Linked DNA regions of Rattus norvegicus: region 1 is linked to region 2. Evidence: chromatin contacts called from public Hi-C data. All regions are on one chromosome and are shown on one strand. Each heading gives the region's core, a stretch centred on a gene start, on an enhancer-like site or on the middle of the called end of the contact. The rest is flanking DNA. Distances are from core to core; before and after follow the strand shown.

What was found. A called contact is a pair of places that touch in the nucleus more often than the background predicts.
Region 1: a contact with region 2 is called in a Hi-C map of liver, with 2.7 times the contacts expected there. The contact joins two enhancer-like sites. A contact is called at or near these places in 4 of 12 Hi-C or Micro-C datasets (the A7r5 cell line, Schwann cells and liver).

What each region holds. Positions count from the first base shown.
Region 1 is chr6:17,377,355-17,380,054 of GRCr8, reverse strand. No RefSeq gene overlaps it. Among named protein-coding and RNA genes, the nearest start is that of Pkdcc, 160 kb to the right of the region's middle. Within about 2 kb of position 1,279, at least 4 of the 93 cell types and tissues checked have an H3K27ac peak or open chromatin away from gene starts, as enhancers often do. A contact at or near this core is called in liver, where this site is marked.
Region 2 is chr6:17,300,588-17,303,287 of GRCr8, reverse strand. All of the region lies in intron 2 of LOC120103473 (a long non-coding RNA gene), which reads left to right. Among named protein-coding and RNA genes, the nearest start is that of Pkdcc, 84 kb to the right of the region's middle. Within about 2 kb of position 1,432, at least 10 of the 93 cell types and tissues checked have an H3K27ac peak or open chromatin away from gene starts, as enhancers often do. A contact at or near this core is called in liver, where this site is marked.

The DNA.
Region 1 (2,700 bases), core at 30-2,529, 77 kb before region 2:
TTCTGGCCTCAGGCACCAGCCATGTACCTTGTGCATGGACAGACATGCAGGCAAAACACCCACACACATAAAATAATTTTTAAAAAGTAAGTTTGCTGTCTCTCCCAGAGACAGGCAGCCCTCCCTCCCTTTTCCTCCCTTTGAAGTGACATCCAAACCCCAGTGGTTTCACTGCCTGGTAGGGACTGCTTCTCACAGCATCTGCAAGCAGTTAATTTTCCAAATAGGAGACGGGCACCGCCACTGAAGAAATTTTTTGAAAATACACACTAGAAAAATATCACTCCAGCAAAAGTGGAACTGGAGATCCCACGTGAGTGGGCAGTGGGTGGTACTGGTATTCGGCAGCAGATCCAGTCTATACAGGTCACAGTGAGTCCGCTCCTGCTGGACCCCACAGGCCCTTGGAGAGTGCTCCAGCTCCCAGTGGAGAAAGCAAGGCCTGGGGTAGGGAGGGAGTGATTGTCCATGGCAGTGACAGAGTCTAGCCCATGAGCTCTCTGTGCTACAGTAAGCCTCGTTTTTTATGTGGATAGTTTACTTAGCTCTTTTAGAAAAACAAATGGTCCCTGACTCCTTAATCATTGCCTTTATGCCCTACTTGGAACCATGTGAAAGGGACTCCTATGCTGGCCCCCTACACACACACACACACACACACACACACACACACACACACACACACACACACCAGATCCAAAATGGATGAAAATCAGAATCTGGACTCCTCCCAGCCAGCTCCTTCCTCTCTTGTTGTAGCATTATCGTAACGAAGTTTGAGAAGGCCGTGTCACTGTAATTAAAGGGGGTTGTGGAGAAGTTGGGGCAAGAGAGATAGGAGACCCAGCTGTACCCCACACCCTACCCTTTCCCTGCTGGGGTGTCAACATGATCATAGTGCCTCAGATCTGGGAGCAAACCGAGGGATGGTGTGTAACCCCAACGTAGCACAGCTCAGAATGGGCACCATGCACACGGGAGCTGTTCCGGTGTGGAGTGTAATGGAGGGATATGAAATAAAAGGAGCACATTGGACACATTGCTGGGTAATCCCTGGTCACTGCTGAACGATCGCCCACAGCCAAGCGGGCGTGACGCTCTATCACACAACTATCGATCTCTTCCGTAGTTGTTGATAGTTTTCTGTAGCAAGGCTCCAAATGACAAAGCCTGAACCATTCGCGGGAAAAGCAAAGCTGTGAGTATGGTGAGTGGAGGTCCAGGAGAGAGGCACCCATTGAGAAAGAGAACTGCGAATGCCAGGGTGGATCATGAAGGAGCGCTCGGATGTGAGGCCACAAGAGGGCGCTGCTGCCCCATCACCAGCCCCGGGTCTGCTGAAAACATGAAAGGATTCAGTTTTTAGCAGCTCCAATGGATTTCCGCTCCTGCCTCACACTATCCCAACTCACAGACTCTTCCTGTCATCTTTGAAGGGTCCCTTTTGGTCACCCTGAGAATGGACTCAGGGACCACTAGAGAGTTCCATTCTTGTAAGGTTTTCCCTGACAGAAAAGTAACCGAGCCCGGATGGGGGCCCTGAGTAGACAGTTTAGAGCCCCCGTAACTTACTTTCCAACTGTGCAGGTACCAGAAGGGGTGCTAGCAAGAAATTTTCCTCTCTGTCTACTAATTCCTAGTGGGATCGGCTCTGTCAGATGACCATTCCAGGTAACCACGTCCTGGTTCAACTTCCAAGTGCCCCTCCACCCTCAATAGCGCTTCTCCACAGACAGCGAACAGAGAGCATATTGTAATGAGAAATCACAATGTCAGGGTCCACTTACAACGAAACCAGGGTAGACAGACATTCTTAAGGATCCAGATGTTGAGCCCCGGCATTGTATGCTCCTAGGTTCGTTCCGCACAAACAAACCCAGGTCCTCTCTCAGGGGCCAGCACCTGTTGTCTACCATCCGTGCCTCTGCCCGCGTGCAGACACCCTGACGAATTTTATACTCTGCTTGGCTTCTCCACTTTCAGCCCTGTCCTTCAGACACTAAAACTTATGACGGCAACCACCCTCCTCCTGCCTTTTCCCAGATTAGGGTTCAGTAGGTATTAGTTAGCAATTCAGGCTGATTCCTGTGGAGACTGAGAAATCTGTCTCCCCCAAGCTCTAATCACCTCCCAGGATGGAGCCCCCACAAACAGAGATTTATCCAAAAGATAAATACCGATCTGATTCTCTGGGCTTCTTTACTCTTTTTCTAAGGCTGTCCCACCCCTTCCTCTATGTCGCTGCCTGTCCACCATGTACCTGACCTCCGTGGTGCCTGCTTCCATGGCTCCCACCCCACCCCCAGCCCCTTCTCTCCTCCATTCGCCTCCTCCAGGCAGCTGCTGAGGATTCACAGCCCTGGGATATTTTCTTTTAAAGCCCTAAATAGAACTGTCCTTGGACTTCTGTTTGAGTCCAGTCTTACATTCTTTGGTTAACAAGATGAAGATCTATGAGAACAGACCCCGATCTCCCTCATCAAAAGTCCCCAGCAACCCAAGGGCAGTCTCAGCTCCCAGTGGTCCCAGCTTAATTAAATGGAGTGAAGTCATTAGACAAGACCATGATCAGATAGATGTCGAGTTGAGGAGATCTCAATAGACGCCATTGGGGAATGGGATGAGAAGGAGATTCCGAAAGTCAGGCTGCCTCTGACACACCCAGTGTCTTGGTTGGGTTTCCGTTGCTGTAAAGAGACA
Region 2 (2,700 bases), core at 183-2,682:
GACGGATTCTGGACGGAGCCAAACAGCCTGGGACGTCCAAACTTGGAAGAACCAAAGCCTTGGGAGTCGTCTGCCACAGGAAGAGCATGACTCCGGCCCAGAGTTTACCTCTGTCTTCACAGGATCCCAATTCTCTTGTGTCTCTTCCACACTGGTAGCCGGATTCCCCACTCTAGACTAACCCAGAGGCCACCTACAGCATCACCACCTCTTATCTACGACACTTCCTCGCATCCCTAACTCCCCAGCATATCTGGACGCAATTCTGTTCTGACAGGTGATGTTCACACTGCACAAAAAATGGTGGCTCTGCTGTTTATATTTGACTTGTCATTTACTTGTCTGCTGCAGCACATCTTCCTCTCTCCTTGCATTAGCCTGGTTGCCCAGAATGACAAATCTGGGCCATTCAAGACACCAAGTGCATTGCCTTCCTTCAAGACAGCCCTCTAGATGCACTGGTAGACAGCGAGAGACCAGAAAAGCACATTGTGGAGGATCCTTCGCTGCCGTCAGTGCGACCTTCAGGAGTGGAGTCAAGGTCTATAACGGCCTGCCCTTCTGCAGCCCTCTTTCCTGGGCATCATATTCTGAGCCAGGAACTTCAGGAAGTAAATGTACCTAATTTCCTAATGGCTGCAACCAGGGAGCTTAGTAAGAGATGAGAACTTCCACCCTTTGGGAAGCCAATATGATGCCAGATAGAGTGGTACACACCTCTAATCTCAGCACTCGGAAGGCTGGAGCAAAAGAATCAAGAGTTCAGGGCTGGAGAGATGGCTCAGCGGTTAAGAGCATCTGACTGCTCTTCCAGAGGTCATGAGTTCAATTCCCAGCAACCACATGGTGGCTCACAACCATCTGTAAAGAGATCCGATGCCCTCTTCTGGTGTGTCTGAAGACAGCTACAGTGTACTTATATATAATAAATGAATAAATCTTAAAAAAAAAAAAAAGAATCAAGAGTTCAAGGCAAGACTGGGTTGGTCTCCAAAGAATAAAATAGGCTAACATGAGGTGAAGGATGCTTCACTAGACTTGTAAAAGGAGCAACACAGATACGTCGTGGAGACTTCTGGCTCAGTGGTCATTGTAAAAGGGAAAGATGTTGAAGGGTGCCGGTCTAAGGTGAGTTAAATAAGAGGGACCGCGCAGCCCTCGCCAGGTCTGGCTCTCAGCGGTGCAGTGGGAGGAGGAAGGGCCATTTGAAGGTTTACTGCAGAGACTCCACAGCCTTGCCACCCCCTAGGGCTGTATTTAGTAACTTGCACTCTACTCCATTAACTGTGCTTGGCTTCCAAGCCCTCCCCCCAACCCTCGCCGCTCCGTCCCTTCCCCCACCTCCGGACTGAGCCGAGAGCCCTTAGAAGGTAATGAGAACGCTGAGAGCTTCGAGTCCGGGAAGAGCTTAGAAACGAAAGCTCTCCGGGCCTCTCCCTGCGCGGCCCTATCCTCGCTGATAAAGCGAACTGACAAGTGATTGGAAACAGGAGTTCCCAGGCCCTTTAACCCTTCCCTGTCTTTGCCCAGTGTGCAGATTCCCTAAGGGCTTTCAGGCCCTTTCCCTTGTAGTCCCCCTACCACCACCACCAGCCAACCTTTCTGTCTAGCACCCTTTGTTCTGGTGGTTCCCTGAAAGCTGTCCTCTTGCCTGAATAATATTGCCAGCTCCTCTCCTCCAACCACTGGGCCATGCCTCAAGTCAGAAGATCATCCCTTGATCCAGCCTCTACCAAGTTCACTTAGCCAAACATCCAGGTGGCGCTAGTCCCAGTTTGCACTTCGGGTTGAGGGTGGGGAGTACTGTTGGGTTCCAGTCACATAGACCAGAGCTGTTCTGCTACCCTGACTGGCTGTGCAGAGTTTCAAGAGTCTTCGATCCGAATCTCCCTTTGTTGCGTTGTCCCAAAAGCCCTCCACACACCAAATGTTGCTTGCTTTGTGGCCAAGCACCCTAAAGGGGCAGACGACAAGGGATCTGTCCCCTGAAGTGACTAAGGATGCTAAAGCTGAGAGTCAAACGGTTCCATTTTCCACAGGGTGGGGGAGGCATTGGAGAGAAACCCAGTGGCTTACTAGCCACCATAATTAAGATTAGAAGAAGCTTCCTTCAGTAGAATGGAATTCAGATAAACTGCCATTATCATGCAAAGAAGATTTGCACCTAAAAGCCCTTACCTAAACAGGCAGTTTAATGAAATCCCTAATCTCTGGCCACTTCTGACCCCTTCCCTCCTCCCCTGGCACTCTTTCTCCTACCACCTGTCAGCTTCAAGATTCTAGACAAATAGCCCATATGCTTTCAAAAGCACAGCAAAATGGTGGTGCCAGTGGTAGGGGTGAGGGGGTCTTCCTTGAGGGTCTGGTTGCTATGTGCTGCTTGGGTGTCATCTCCCTACAGCTCAGACAGTCCTGACTCAGGTGCTGAGTGTCGTGCATGCAGTGTCCCAGTGGTGGTGTATCTGGCAAGAACAAAGGTATCATCGATGGAGAGAAGGAAGGGCTAGGCCTGGCCTTGAGAAGTGGTGTGTGTCCCGCACCACCCAACGGCCCATGTCCGTCTTCAGGCCACATGGGGAACTTATTAACAACCTGAATCTTGTCCTGAAAATCCCAGGCAGGGTCCCATGGGCATCTCGAATAGTCTTAGATGGAAGAGGTCTTCGATCAGACGCAGGTAAGAATAGACAACAAATTGTC